Linked DNA regions of Mus musculus: region 2 is linked to region 1. A link is a contact called in public HiChIP or PLAC-seq data. All regions are on one chromosome and are shown on one strand. The core of a region is the stretch at or near the end of the contact, and the rest is flanking DNA. Distances in the headings are between cores, read along the strand shown. Region 1 overlaps Gm16271 (predicted gene 16271). Region 2 holds the start of Pah (phenylalanine hydroxylase).

Region 1 (7,829 bases), core at 2,501-5,000:
TCTTTTTCTAAATGATACCCTTCATGCCTAGCTAACAGAAAATTGATTATATGTTTTTCTTGAGTCTGTTGGCATTCCATCCTTCAACTATTTTGAAGGCTGAAAAAAATATCGAGGCTGGAGAATCACTGGTGTTCATTCAGTCCTTGATTTACTCCTGCTTCCAGCAGCCCCAAGTCCTGTTGGCCAGAGATGATCACTATAGAAAGCCTGATTTAGTCCCTTGGTGGTTAGATTGAACTGTCAACTTGGCACAATCTAGACCAGTAGTTCTCAGCCTTCCTAATGCTGCGACTCTTTAATATAGTTCTTCATGTCGTGGTGACCCCCCCCCCCACCATAGAATTATTTTGTTGATACTTCATAACTGTAGTTTGTCTGCTGTTATGAATAATAATGTAAATATTTGATATTCAGGAGCTCCTACCAGGTTGATGAGCTCCGACGATGTGTGTGTTGCAACCCACAGCAGGTGAGAACTGCTGATATAGAGTAATCTGCAAAGAGAGCATCAATGAGGGTTTTCTAGATCACACCGGTTGTGGGTGTGTCTATAAGGGAATAGCTTGGTTATGTTCATTGGAATGGGATGACTCTACCACTGTGGGCCATGCTATTCTCTGGGTTTGGGCCTGGGACTGTGTGAGAGTAGAGAAAGTGAGCTTAATGTGAGAATGCATGCATTCATTCTTCTTGGATTCTGCTTATGGAAATGATATGACCAACCCCTCAAGCTCCCACCTCTGTGACTCCCCTGCTGTGGTGAAGTGTAACCTGGAACTGGGAGCTAAAAATCCCAGTTTCCTTCCTAAGGGGCCTTTGTCAGGGTGTTTCTTCCCAGCAACCAGAAAAGAAACTAACCCAGTTCCTCCAGGCCAAGAATGGACTCCTTCATGGAGGTCCGAGCATAGACGGTAGGATTTTCTCTGCTTTGTTCTTGAGCAATGGATGTGGTTCCCCTGTGGGGGGGCTCCTGTGTGTCCACATAGTAGCTATTGTACATAGTAGAGATCTGGGAGTGGCTTGGGATCTCCTGCATCTGTGATGCTTGGATCCTGGTTGTAGAGTGTATAATTCCCACAGGCCACTGTGTGGTATCCACCAACTCTTGAAATGTTGATTCTGGTTTCTTAGAAGCCTTAAAAGTCAAAGAGCTATTTTTATTTTCCCCCCAAAGGACTCACTAAGGATCACTGGATTGTCTCTTAACCTGGAAGATTCAAACAGTCTGGTTGTCAATCATTTTCTTAGAAAAAGGACATTCATCAATCTCTCTGAAAAAGAGAAAAGCTACATTGATGGATTGTTTTCTGGAATATTCTAGCTCTTCCTGTTTGGTGCCGAGAGTCAAAGGTTGCCTTTGCTCAAGAGAGCATAAATCAAAACCACCAAGTTTTGTTCCAGATGAAATGTGTTTGCTCAGATTAATTCACTTAGTTATCCATTCAGAAAGTATTATTTATCTCGTTGGTATTTGTGGGTACTGTGCTAGACTCTGGGGAGACAAATAATTAGTAAAATAATGGATAATAAATGAGCAAAACAGATAAAGACACCTGCTTGTGGGCTTTCTCAGCAGGGAGAGACTGATCATAAGAAAATGAAACACTGGAAAGAAGACCGTGCCTAGTCACATGCAAGAGCAACAAGGGGTCTTAGCCTCCTAGTCATGGATGTTTAAAACATTTTTATTAAACATAGATTCCTCTCTCATACAATACAACCTAACCACACTTTCCCTTCCCTCCATTCCCCCCAGCTCCCCAAACCTCCTCTCCCAGATCCACTCCCCCCTCCATTTCCTCTTCAGAAAAGAGCAGGCCTTCAAGAGACATCAACCAAACAGAACAAAACAGGATAGAACCAGAAAAGGACAGGCAACCCTAAAGGAGGAAAAGTCTCAGGAGCAGGCAGGAGAGTCAGAGACATACCTGCTCCCACAGTGAGGAGTCCCACAAAAACACCAAGCTCACAGCCACAGCACATACACAGAGGACCTGGGGCTACACCTTCAGGCATCCCGTTTGCTGCTTCAGTCTCTGTGAGCCCTTGTGAGCCCTGCCGTGTTCTCCTGGTGTCCTCCATCTCCTGTGACTTCTGTAGTCTTTCTGTCCTCAGTCCTGGGTCTTTAAAGAGCTTGTTAAGTATTGAGGACATAATTACACGGTTAGAAAGCATAAATTACAACTTTCCAACATTTCTCCTCTCCTCTCTATTCTAGAGCATGGGATTCTCATCCTATTAGGACGAGACCATCAACACACTAAGAAGTAAGAGAAATGGCATGTAACCAGATGTGCAAAGCCTCAGAATGACTTCTGTGGGGTTTTTTTTTTATTTGAATCCTACCTCTGACTCTAAGATGATGACTGACAAATGGAAACCATGCAAACAGACATTAGAGAAATCTGTTGTAAGCGAAGCACTCACTAGAATACACATTTCATAACAGTAAGTACTTTTGGAGACAATAGGTCCATAAAACAATTTTGTGGATCAAACTAAAGAATTAAAATTTCATTGACATTCACTTATATACCCAGGAAGAAAGCAAAACATCTAATATGAACTAGAACACCTAATTCAAATTAAACTGCTTATTACAAAGCAGGTAGCATGCTGTCCCATTTTTCGTGTGAAGAACTGAGGCCTGAGAGAAATAAAGACTTATCTGTTAGGAAGTGCTGAGCTGGTGGTCAAACCAAGGCAATGATTCAACATCAACAAGAGCCAGGCCTTGGCTCAAAACCATGCCAGTGTTGGGGTTCATGGGAAGCAGGGCTAGAGCATCCAACCCCCAGATGCACATTTGGTACATCTTCTTTAACTCTTGAAAGTCTGGAACCTGTCAAGCAGTGCATGAGCGAACAAAAGCAGGCTGCTGCTCTTTGCATCCTTTGAGCTACAGCTAGGGTTCTCAAAGGTCGTGACCTCTCTGGTAAACCTCCAGCTCACAAAACCTTTACATTTCAGTCTGAAACAGTCGCAACTTTACAGTTATGAAGTGGCAACGGTAATGATTTTATGGTTGGGAGTCACCACAACATGGGGATCTCTATTAAAGGGCCAGGGCGTTGGCAAAGTTGAGAACCACAGATCTATAGAAACCCAATTTCACACATTTTGATATAAAATATGTGCCACGAACAATGTTTTCTTGAGATAGTTCATTTAAAAACCCGCTTTGGAAATATTAACTGTCCCCAACACAGTGTGTGCTGTAGAACCCAGATCACTTCTGGTACCAGAGGTCACTGGTCACTGGTACCCAGGGGACATGCTCGGTGGAAAGCAGATAACTAGCGAAAGAGAGATTCTGAACTCAGACCCACAAGAAATACAAGCAGAAAGGACAAGGCCAGCAATGAAGGCCAGAGGAGCTGCTGAAGCAACTGAGCACAGCGAAATCAAATTAGATGTAAGGTCTCAGACGGAATATACGTGTAAATGTAAATATAAACTTTATCCTGTCAGAATTGTGCCCTGAAGAGATTATTCACGAACATTCAAGTTCCCTGAAATGAAGGAGCAGTTTGGGGTGGTGACAGACAAGGACACTGAAGCAATCACTGAGCCGGAGGATGTAGCTGTCATTGTTGCCTGAACTTAACATTCTTGGCTAAAGAGTCATTTGCATCATCAATATTATGACACATAGCCAAGAACTTTCCAGGAGGTCACACTGCCAGTCACGTCTGCTGGACAGGAGACAGAGTCCACAAGGAGCCAAGGAACCATCTGAACTCTGAGCTTCCCATGACAGGTAGCTGATTCCTGTTCCATCAGTAGGAACACAATTTCCCATCGTCGTGTGATCTGCGCTATACCTTGCTGTGGGGAGGGGTGGCTTGATGCGACCACTTTGAAGACTTGTGTCTGTGCGTTACCCCCATGCTAGAGGAGTCTAGCGAGCCAGATACTAATACTTCAGTGTCTCTCGTCTTCATGTTCCTGCATTCTCTCACAGACTATATCAAATGCATCACGAACATTTAACAATTGTGTCACCAAATTGGCAGATGACAATGTCCTCTTCCCCACTCCCCAGAGAGCATAGTAGATCAGGGAGTCTACAGGGTCATATCAATCATAGCTGAGTGATTAAAGATAGAGCAGAGTGGGTCTGGGAAAGATGGCTCAGTGATGAAGAGCGCTGAGGATCTGGGATCCCAGCATCCACACGACAGCTAACAATTTTCTATAACTCTAATTCCAGGGAATCTGATGTCCCCTGATGGCATCAGATTCACATGAGGTGCACAGACATACTTGTAGGCAAACACTCATACGTATAAAATAAATGGAATAAAAATAATCCTTAAACACGGTGCTATTTTCTTTTCTTACTACACTGAATTTATTTGGTTGTTGTCTAGGCTGGCCTCAAACTCTTTGTGTAGCTGTTCTTGCTGTGTTTTTGTTGATGTGTTAAAATGCTCTGACCAAAAAACAAAACAAAACAAACAAACAAAAAAATCTTAGGGAGAAAAGGGTTTATTTCAGCTTACAGTCTCAGGTTATAGTTCATCAGTGTGTGAGTAGGAGATTTGAACAGCTCACATCACATACACAGTCAAAAGCTTTTCTGCTTCTCTCCACTCTTACACAATTCATGATACCCTGCCTAAGGAATAGTGCCACCCACAATGGGCTGGGTTTTTCCACACCAATTAACTCCAACAGACAACTTACAGGCTAGCCCAGTATAGACAATCCTTCATGATACTCTTTTCCTGGTTATTCTAGGTTATGTCAAATCGACAGAGCTAATGTTACATAGAAAATGCTTTGAACTTCTGATTCTTCTGCCTCAGCCTGCCGTGTGCTGGTGATATTGCACCATTATGCCCGGCCTCCTTCCTTATTGTATCTAATTTAGAACATATTCTGTGATATGTACTACCAAGCAAATGCATTGGTTTTATTCTGTAAGGCACCATACTGCTTTCACATGCACGTTGTATAAAATGTTCAAAGTAGAAGTTAAATTGGAAGAAGAGGCAACATTTTCGCCATCCTATAACTATCATGGTTAATATTTTGTTTGTATTTCTAAGCAAGGTACAAAAAGAAACCCACTTAAAACGAATTTGGGCCATATTACCTTACCCTCTGCCTTTTGGCCTTCTTTCCATTTTTATACCTTACAAACATTTACAAGCTTTAATACACACTCTTTGTTCATGATGTCATGGTTCCCCACCACATGAGCGACTGTGACGTTGATGGATCTTTTCATACATAAGGTGCAGGGAAAGGCACAGAGAGGCAGATGTGAAGACACAGCTTTTGGGCTCAGCTCTCCAATAGTCTCAATTTCTTCAGTCATAGAATGAGGGGGCGGGGGTAGCGACATTTGCCTGGCTGTCTTGGGATGGAAAGTAAGTTGTGTTTCTCCAGAGCACAGTAGGATGTCTCAGATCTTTTTAAAGGTGTGTCTGATGACACGAGGTTTAGGTAGGCCACTACACGGATGGTATGCATTAACATCTAAATCGTACAAAACAGAAGTACCCCAGAAGACATCACAGCCTGAGCTACACATAGAGATTTTAATGCATGATTGTTTTGCTGCCCTTTATTTATTAAATCGATTTTGTTTGTGGCACTAAGCTGTCGAAACCAGGGCCGCACGCTTGCTTGTCAAACCCTTTGCCACCGAGTTTCAACCCACTTTTAAAATTTAGGGTCAATTAAAATTTCTAAAGAGCTAGTGGACCCGCTCAGTGATTTTTCTTCTGCTTTTCAACAAGAACTCCAAGAGCCTGGGTTACTTTTGGATGCTCCATTTGCAGGTGCAGTGAGGGTTTTGTTCTTGAATTAAAACTGAGGGTGGCCTTTACTTCTGGTTGGGGAGGCAGATATGGCTTCTTGACTCCAGTAATTCTGAGACTAGGACATAGCCAATGGCCCCCAGAGGGTGGAGGATTCCAGCAACTAGTGTGTTTTGATGGATGCTAACGCTACTTAATTCCCTGCTTTCCATTCTTTACCTAATGCAATGAAAAGGACTCACTCAAACCAGTGAGTTCAGGAGTTGGGAGACAATCCAGGCATCTCAATACGTCCAGTTCCCAAACACAGTTCTTTGCTTTCTGCTGACAAGAAAGCCTGGCTTAGCCAACTCCTCATCGAGGATAACAGCCCTTGATCGCCTCCCGCTGCAGGTAGCCTCACAGGTTAGCTTAATACTCAGCAAGAGGGAGAGGCTGGCAATTACACCAGCTAGTCTCCTTGCATTAGGCAAGATGTTAACTCCTGTTGATTACCATCCAGGATGGTAATCCAGGGTTAGTCAAAGAAAAGGGAGAGACCTAGGGGGATGTAGAAGACCCCCAACTAAACCACCAAACCACAGAATTCTTGAGCTCTTTTCATTGCTGCCCAACCTAAAATTTAACTGCTGTGAGTTCTTAATATGAGAAGAAGCCATGAGACTTGGACGTATGTTAATTTCTGCTACAGAGAAAGTTGATTGTAGGCCTAGGCAGCACATAGCGTTCACCACTGAGGATGAATCCAACGCCTCCATCCTGCTTCTTTATTATTGCTCCTGTGACTTTTTCCCCCTTCTCTTTGCAAAACACCATCTCTTGGAATTGTTGGGCGATGTGGGAAAATATTGTGACAAACATTGCTGTTTACCCTTGCAGTGGCGGCGACTTGTTTTGTTTGCCTGGCCTATTGCCTCTGCTACTCTTTTTCATGGCTGGCGGCTCCCTGACAGCTCGGATTCCTCTGCTGACATCTGTTATAATGAGAGCGTAGACAGGAATAGATTTGCAAAATGATGGACTCACAATAGGACAGGAGCCGGTCCCCAAACTTCGCTTGAGATAAGCAGATGGGGTTTGAAACAGAGCATTTGAACCGATTAGGTCTAGGTGAACGCCTGTATTCAGTCCTCCGGAGTCATTCTGTCCCCAACTTTTGTCCCTCCGTCCTTCACCCTTCGCTTCCCCCGAGTTGTAGACACGGAGGGTACTGATGGCATGGGGTGGGCTTCTTTTCTTCTTCCTAGGCTCTGTCCTGGAGACAGGCCCTTCCAGTCCCTCAAGCAGAAGCACGCTGGGCATTTACCCAGTGCCAACCATGGAACAACAGAGCAGACCCACCCCGCATGCCTCATAAAGAGAAGCTGGGTAGCACATGGGGTTTTCCCACTCGCCACAAATGATGGCTGTTTGTGCTCGTTAACCTTTTCCAAGCCTGGGTCAGCTCCTGCTGGGAGGCAGGGGGCGATCTGGAGGGAATGAAAGTCTGGCAGACCCCAAAGTGTCTTGCACGCCTTGGCCCCCAACATACACCACTGCCTCTTCAGAATACCAAACAATCTCGCGTGACGCGCCTCATAAGTCAGACCGGCCATGTGCTGTTGACAGGTTGGATTCTGATGAGCTGTCCCCGGGAGTCTCCGCACATCTTCCGGGTAACGTGAGGTCCTGGCGCTGCTCATCTTGATGCAGAGGCTCTTCCACAAAAAAACTCCTATGAGAAGGGGACTATCCCATACAGGATCCACCATTTGCAGAGAGACTTTGCACTTTTAAAGCCCGAGTTAACATAAGAATATACATCTTAATAACTTGTACCTTAAGCTCACGTATTGACAGAAACCAAGCTAACTACAAGAGAGATTTCCAAGATCCCTTCTGTGGTCCTTGGGGGGAGAATCTGGAAGTTTGTGATCTAATAAAGAAAAAAAAAAACCGATTGATTGCAGAGGGAACTTTTGTGGGTTACTTTCCACGGGTGGCATGCAGAAACACTCGTTTAACAATGGTGAGACTTCCATGACCACACGAGGGGGGAGATTTTGTCTCGCTGTG
Region 2 (7,829 bases), core at 2,560-5,059, 490 kb after region 1:
GTGGAATGAAAAAACAGACTGTGCAAGTTGTTCACTGGCCTATATACATGTGGCATGGGAGACTTGGGACCACACACATAAACAAATAAGTGCATAAATAAATGTAAGAAAATTAAAATATATGAATAAACCATGTAAAAATAGAGCATTAAAATGAATAAACCACAAACAAGGGTTACCTTAGAACAAAAACAACTTAACGTCTGAAAAAAACCTGTGCCTATAATATTAACATGTTATTTTGTTAATAGTTAGCCACATTAACAGACTAAGCAGAATAGGTGCCATACTTAGCAATTTCTAAATGTCAGTTGTCCAACTCAACACATTATTTTGAAAACAAATGAACATTTCTCTACACTCAGAAGGACTTTGCAAAGTCAATGAAGGTTACACCATAAACCTGCATCAAACACCAACAATAGTAGTTGCACACAGAGGACATTTTACACCAAGTAGATCATCAGAGAACTAAGTCCACATCCCAGGCCAGGCTTATGTTTTCAAAGCAGAATCTGAACTCTATAGTACACCTCTTGACCAGCATTACATATCAGGAAAACATATTCTTATATAACAGGTGTACATCTGACATCAAACAGGGCAGTGAAGGTACCAGGGACATTACTCTATCTTGAGTAATCAAGATAAGAGGGAAAGAACAAATCTCCTAAGAAAAGTGACTTGTAGGTTTTGGTTATGTGCCATGAACCCATGGATTATGATTAACTCAGCCCTGTGAGCATGAAGTTAAGTAAAAAGAAGCTGATAAGCTAGCAAAGGTTGGGAAATCTTCAACTTTTAAATCAGTTAAGTCAGCTCTAAGGTTGCCAAGTACAGAGCTAGCTGCTCATCTGGCTGCATGGTGCTGACGTCCACACACCCACTACCATGCCCCAGTGGTCGATAGAGCATCCTCATAAATACTTGTAGATCTGTGCTTTTTACTGGATTTTCTTAGTGTTCACCACTGCCACTGTTAGTTCCAGCACACTCTGCATCCAATCATCTACAATGTGTGCTTCACCAGAAATCTCCTATGATGTCAAGTTTTGTGTTGGTCCATAGATAAGTGTTATCATTTTGCCCAAGTAAATTTTGTTTGCTTTTGGAGACACGTTTTCATATAGCTCAGGCTAGGTTCAAACTTACTTCAGAGCCAAGGATATTCTCCACTTTCTGATTTTCCTGCTTATACTATCTTATTGCTGAGATTGCAGGCATGTACTACCAAGCCAAGTTTCCTGATCAAACCTAGGACTTCCAGCATGCTAGGCAACTATACTAACTCATAAACCACATCCCAGCCCACAAAGATTTTCCTCTATCTATCTATCTATCTATCTATCTATCTATCTATCTATCTATCTATCTATCTATCTATGTATGAGTGTCTGTCGTCACATATACCCAGGAATCAGATCCCATTACACATGGTTGTGAGCCACCATGTGTCTCTGGGATTTGAACTCAGGACCTCTGGAAGAGCAGCCAGTGTTCTTAACTTGTGACCCATCTCTCCAGCCCTAGATTTCTGTTTTTAACTGGTGTTCAGAGAAAAGAGAAGGGTCATCACTGTGTTCTCCTAAGAACAAAACAAATCAAAACACAAAAAAGGGAAACAAAAAAACAAAACAAAACAAAACAAAAAATAACAAAAAAGGTCATGTGCTTTTTTCGAAAAGGAGAGAAAGAATATTTTTAAAAGCCAAGGCTTTGGTCTTGAATCAAACATTGTTTGAATTACAGCTGTGGATTTAAATGTGTTGGGCAGCCATTGCTTTGTCTATACAGAGTAGAGGAATTGTCTGCAAGATGGATGGCAGGAAGAAATAAAACCTCATATAGGAAGAGCTTGGCTTGGTGCTTAGCGCACAGTGTGCATGCAGATAAGGCCTCATCACTGCTGCCTGGTGTTTAGCACACAATGTGCATGCAGATAAGACCTCCATCACTGTTGCCTTCATTCATTTCTTCACTTTCACGCTGCAGGTTCTTTTGGTGACATTGCCCTCTGTAGTATACGATAACAGAGTGACATTTCTAAGGCAGTCCTGAGCTGAGTGCACATCCCATTTCATATCTACAATCTGGAGAGCAGTAGTTCTCAACTTCCCTAACACAGCAGCCTTCATTTTTGTTGCTACTTCATAACTGTAATTTGCTACTGTTAGGAGTTGCAATGTAAATTTTTTGGAGCTAGGAGTTTGACAAAGGGTTGTGACTTGCGGGTTGAGGCTGTTGCTCAGGAGAAATGCTGGACTCAGACAGGCAGGTTGAAATTTAAACATGTGCTCTGGTAACTTACCACAGGGAAGATTAATAGATATCTAAGCATGCCTTTTGGACAGAAATTATTCTTTCAGTATTGATATTCTTGGGATTCAGGAGAAAGTCGGTTGCATTATGGAAGTTCATGAAATCCTAAGCAATGCCCCTAGACGCACATTTTAAAAGCAAAGACACTGGGGTATTGGTAGGAGTGGCTGTCCATCCAATGAGGAAGCAATCCATTTGCTTTGAGTCTCCAACTTGAAATGTTGTCTTTTTTCTTTTGGCAGATACTTGTTTATTAGATCAAGGGATTGTGGGAGGGGATGGGGTGGACTCCTAGTCCCTTCTATTATTGACCTGCTCCCTCATAGTTCATTAACTTTGCCTGGGTAATTATTAAGCAGGCTCTGAGTCCCCTGATGCCCCCGACTTCTCTGTCTTTCTGAAATTGACCTTCCTGTACTTTCATACTTTATTTCTCTGCTAGCAATGAATATCTGCCTTCAGTTTCCTTCTCCGAAAAATGGGGTTCTGACATGCCACCTTCATGTCCACTTGAGACCACTTCCCAGTACCTGGTACTCAGCTCACTCCTCGTTCCTGTTTCTATTTGCCCCTCCCCTGAGGCTTAGTCCTATCTGAACTTGCTTATTTTGCCTGACCACTAGAATGGTGCAGTGCTGATGGGGAGGTTGCTTGCTTCTGCTGTAGTCCCAGTGCAGAGAACCCCACCACTACACACACAGAGCAAATGCTCCATGGCAGTCTGTTGTTTCATTTCTTTTCTTTCTTTCTTTCTTTCTTTCTTTCTTTCTTTCTTTCTTTCTTTCTTTCTTTCTTTCTTTCTTTCTTTCTTTCTTCCTTCCTTCCTTCCTTCCTTCCTCCCTCCCTCCCTCCCTCCCTCCCTCCCTTCCTTCCTTCCTTCCTTCCTTCCTTCTTTTTTTAGACAGACATTTAAGCATTAGCTTCCATTTATGCAGTGTAAATGGTGAGAACAGCCCCGACTGAATACCCAGAGCATCATCTCGTCTGTGTCATTCATGCACATAACATATCTCAGCGAGGTGGCCCTTCTGTCCTCTTTGCAGAGACCCAGCCACCATACTAGTACCTAGAGAACTGGCTGGATTTCAGCCCCGATACCTCCGGGCTTTTGCTCATGTTCGCCTCATAGGGTCATCTGGGTGGTTGCCTAAGGAAAAGTATGTCATGGAGACTAACTTGCTTGGCATTGAATAAAAGGTGAGTTGAGAGTGGAGCGTGTTTAAATTGCAATCCTGCCTCTATTTCTGTGCTTGCAGGGAACAGTCATCCTTAATTGCTATCCTCCATCATCATCATGATTATTTCTGGTTTTTCTCTGGTTGCGGAGAATCCATACTCCAGGTATTCCAATGTCTCAGCATTGCCAGGCCTGTCTGAGCGTCAGGATGTAGGTAGTCTGGGCTCTCTGCCTTCTATTCTTGTCCAGGATACTCTGCCAAAAGAATCATGTTGTGGCTGCCACCCCTCCCACAAAGCCTCCCGCTTGGGTCAGTCCAGGACTGGAGTTGGGTATGGACTGTTCATGTCTATCCACTGCTACGTCAGGGCAACACCCACTGAGAGTGACCTTGTAGACTGCAGTGGGAGACACCCTTCAAAACCTCTCCTCTCCTGTCCTGAGAGCCAGGTTAAAACCATCAGCCCCGCATCCTGAGTGCAAACTTTTCCTAACCCTGCTGCTAAGCTAGACACCTCACTTACTGAGAGCCAGCATGGCAGCTGTTGTCCTGGAGAACGGAGTCCTGAGCAGAAAACTCTCAGACTTTGGGCAGGTAAGCCTGTTGGGCTTCCACTGCTAGGAGAGAATTGGTTCCCCACATGTGAAAGCAGTCTGGGAAATGCTGGTATTTCCAGTCTCCTAAGGCTACTAAGAAATATGACTTTATTTAGAGGCGAGGAAAATGCCCAGGAAGTCAACTGATGAGACTAGTCTTAACAAGTTGAGGATACAGAAAGTTGGGGATCTGAGCTGCTACCAACATCTGTGTGTCTTTGGGTGGCTCATTGGTATCCTCTGCCTATTGGCTTTATCTTCTGTACACTGAAAGGAAATGGCTGGTCCTTAGTCACCTGGGGTGGGAGTCCCTATCTCTCCAGGGATACTTATTCAATCCTTTCTTCTGGGTATCAAAATGACAAGCTTGTAAGAAACTGTCCTCTTTCGGCTTTCAGGAGGTGATGTCGCATGAAGAGAATTTGGGGGGGGGGACTTACTCAGAACCAAGGAGGGAGAAATTAAACAGAGAGGGAAATGAACAGGAGTTAGCCCGGAGCCTGAAGCACCTTGGGGATTATGCTGGGGGTGGAGGGAATCCATTGTCCTCCCTAGGGAGGGCTTGCAGAACATGTTCTTTTCTGTGATATTTGTACTTTCCCCAGATTGCAAATCATGGTTTGTACACTGAGATTCAGTCTCTGGAGGTAATATGCCTTTTCTAGCTTTTCCTTGGACAGGACTAAGGGGTTGAGGGTTGCCTGGAGTCAGAGAAATTTGTGTTAAAGAAGGTTGATATGAGGGTCGGGCAGATCAGCCCAAGGATTCTGGCTCTACCCTATTTTAAGCTCCTATATTGCAGGCTGCACAGTCCCTTGGCCATCTGGGGAGCTCAAGACAGAAATCTGGGAGTGGGGAGCTAGGGGGAGTGGCTTATAAAACACTTAGATGTTTGTGAATCTACAGATTGTTCCTACCAAAAACAGGGACACTCGAAGAGGGTCCAAACATGTCCTGGTATAGGCTCAGCATCAGAAGCAGAACATTTTCCTTCAAAAAAAAAAAAAAGAATACCCCACCCCCATATTGTAGGATTAAGATGAAAGCAACTGAACATCGACTACGAATCTCTTACTACATTTCCTAGAACATTTGAAACTGCTGATGTGCTTTTGGTCAAAGTTGGTTAGTTTGTTCAACAGAATGAGTCTTGAAGAGCAGGAAAGACAGACAGCAAGGCAGATGCTGTGCTTGGTATAGCTCACTCATGGGAAATCCACCACACACACAGTCAAGACAACAGGCGTGTCGTATTTGCGTATGTAAGCTATGTACTGAGAAGTTGCTTGGCTAGGATGAGGGGGTTGCTTAGTGTCTGTAAAATTGAGGTGGGCTGCTGGGATAGCTTAGTTAGGGCATCTTCTAGCTCTGTCAGTCTGCAAGAGACGCATGTATGCATTCTTAGGATTTTCAATTATATTTACGTGTGTGAGGAGGTGGAGCATATGCAGAAGACAGAAGACAGTTTGGAGTTACCTCTCTCCTTTCACAGTGTGGGTCCTGGGTATTGAACTCAAGTCATCAGGCTTGATGAGCAAGTCCTTTATCCACTGAGCTCTCTTGCCAGGTCTGTTTACATCCCTTTAACACGTCTAACCTAGATGAACAGTATATATTTGATTTAATTCTAATAAAAGGGACATTTCAGGGAGGAGCCACTGTTTGTTGAAGGCGCATAATAGGTCAAAGCTATACCCACCTAACAAGCATAAGCAGTCTGATGGAGTGAGTGATTTAACACCTTCAGTCACCCAATAGATCAAGAAGCACCTACTGTGTGCAAGTCACAGCAGTATTTTTCATTTGTAAAACTAATTTATTTCAGGAGATAAATGATAAAGGAACTAACAGAATAAAAGCATCCTATAGCTTCTTATAGAGACAAGTGTTGTGAAGAAAACTTAGGCAGAGGAGAAGGATCAGGGTGGAGCTCAGAGCTAACCAGCAGGAGAGACAGGGCAGCCGGTGCTCAAATCTAATCCGTTTCCTACAACCAAGCAAACACAGTGGATTACTGGAACATAGCCTCCTGTGGGAAAATGCTGATGCGGACACATATGTCTACACCCTGCCACAGAGAGACACATGGCTTAGGATGATTGCATCTTGCTTGTAATAGTTCTTCAGTGTAGATGTATGCAAGGGGCTTGTGACCACACGAGCGTATATCTCCTGCAAGCTCCAGATCACCAATATTGACCCTGAAACACCCTTGACAGAGCATATTGCCTATAAATGTGACATATGATTATTTCCAGAGATAATAGAAGAGAACAGTCAGGATTTATTGCTGAATGCATTGCTCAGTGATCAAAGCTCTTCACTCTATGATTCCTCATTCTTTTCTTTGTGTAATTTCTTCCTAGACAGTTTTGGAGATATTTTTGCTTGTGTGTCAATCCACATGCCTGTTAGAATCAAATAAGGTATAGCTTCTGAGCCAACAAAAATAATCTATAAAAGAGATTTGCTCAAGGGTCCGGGATTGGCTAGGTAAACCTTGAATTCAGATCCACCAAAGCCCAGAGCACCTCACAAACTCCTCTGAGCTTTCTTTCATGTAAAGTCCTTTATGCTTTGAAAAGAAGGAGCTGTTGTGTCCATCGAGCCTATCACTGGGAAACAGTAATGATGCTGAGAAAGCTGAACATGGGTTCTAAACCAGGCTTTCTTACGTGTTAGCTGGATTGCCTAGGACAAACCTAGGCTTTTCAAAACAGCAGCACCCTCTCACCTCTCATAGCTTTTGTGAGGACTGAATGGTCTGTTCTAGGTTAAACCATGCAAAGAGTGGTAGTAGCCGCTGCCGGTGGCAACATGTATCAAGAGTGAAATGACATGGTTTAGTTCCTGTAAATAAGTGGATGCCCATTCAGGGGCAGATCAGGACAGTGTCACTAATAACAGCAACGTAGGGCCATGTTACATCATAAATGTGAATTTGCAGGCAGCTGTGGGAAGAGGTACAATTTATGTACATATTTATTATCAGTGGTTTTGAAATTTTCCATGGTTAAAATTCATTAACAGAGATTTTGTTGATGAAGGACGTGGGAAAACCTTGTTAGGATAAGGTCATTGTGAAGCACCTGTAGCTATATGCATGTAATGGCAGTGAGAACAACAGAAAACAACCTGGCTCTTAAGAATCATTTCTGGAGAATTAAGGGCCAGTTGCTTGATATTCTCTCTGTCTCTGTCTCCCTGTCTCTGTGTGTGTGTGTGTGTGTGTGTGTGTGTGTGTGTGTGTGTGTGAGAGAGAGAGAGAGAGAGAGAGAGAGAGAGAGAGAGAGAGAGAGAGAGAGAGAGAGAGCTCTGGGTTTCTATTACAGGAATCTTCAACTCTGAACAGCCCTAGTCAGAGGTAGCACATGCCGATATGCACCAAGAATGCCTCCTTTTTCTTGGAGGTCAACAAGACAATAGTGGACTAGAAACAGGGAATTCCTTTGTTGTTTTAAGGAAGCCAGAAAAGACTAAGGGCTCTCTGCTGTGAAAAAGAGACTCATCTGCGCGTGCCTGGGAGGCTTTAGAAGAAAGAGAGGCAGTACCAAAGTAGGTCATGGCTCATGGATAGCATACATAGTCTAAAGGCCCAGTTTAAACACTAACTTCAATGTTAATTGTAGAATTAAGGGCCAGTTGCTTGATATTCTCTCTGTCTCTGTCTCTGTCTCCCTGTCTTTGTCTCTCTCTGTCTCCCTGTGTGTGTGTGTGTGTGTGTGTGTGTGTGAGA

The links. HiChIP or PLAC-seq counts read pairs in DNA pulled down with a chosen protein or histone mark.
Region 2: an H3K27ac HiChIP or PLAC-seq map of hepatocytes shows a contact between it and region 1, with 6 times the contacts expected there. The contact joins the promoter of Pah here to the enhancer-like site in region 1. A contact is called at or near these places in 12 of 39 promoter capture datasets (the 3T3-L1 cell line, the C10 cell line, the HPC-7 cell line and 8 more), 9 of 15 datasets of contacts at CTCF or cohesin (the NIH/3T3 cell line, embryonic stem cells, hippocampal excitatory neurons and 4 more), 267 of 484 Hi-C or Micro-C datasets (the 3T3-L1 cell line, 3T3-L1-derived adipocytes, the 63-12 cell line and 131 more), 36 of 115 datasets of contacts at active chromatin or transcription factors (the 230-238 cell line, CD4 single positive thymocytes, PVALB interneurons and 24 more) and 5 of 9 other capture datasets (adipose tissue, embryonic tail, embryonic trunk and 2 more).

Annotation. Positions count from the first base shown.
Region 1 is chr10:87,029,276-87,037,104 of GRCm38.p6, forward strand. It overlaps Gm16271 (predicted gene 16271), which reads left to right. Exons shown (of 5, transcript NR_165263.1): 5 at 2,222-2,610. Among named protein-coding and RNA genes, the nearest start is that of 1700113H08Rik, 25 kb to the right of the region's middle. Within about 2 kb of position 3,751, at least 3 of the 459 cell types and tissues checked have an H3K27ac peak or open chromatin away from gene starts, as enhancers often do. A contact at or near this core is called in the AML12 cell line, hepatocytes and liver, where this site is marked.
Region 2 is chr10:87,517,986-87,525,814 of GRCm38.p6, forward strand. Pah (phenylalanine hydroxylase) reads left to right here and starts at 3,810. Exons shown (of 13, transcript NM_008777.3): 1 at 3,810-4,091. The coding sequence starts at 4,032.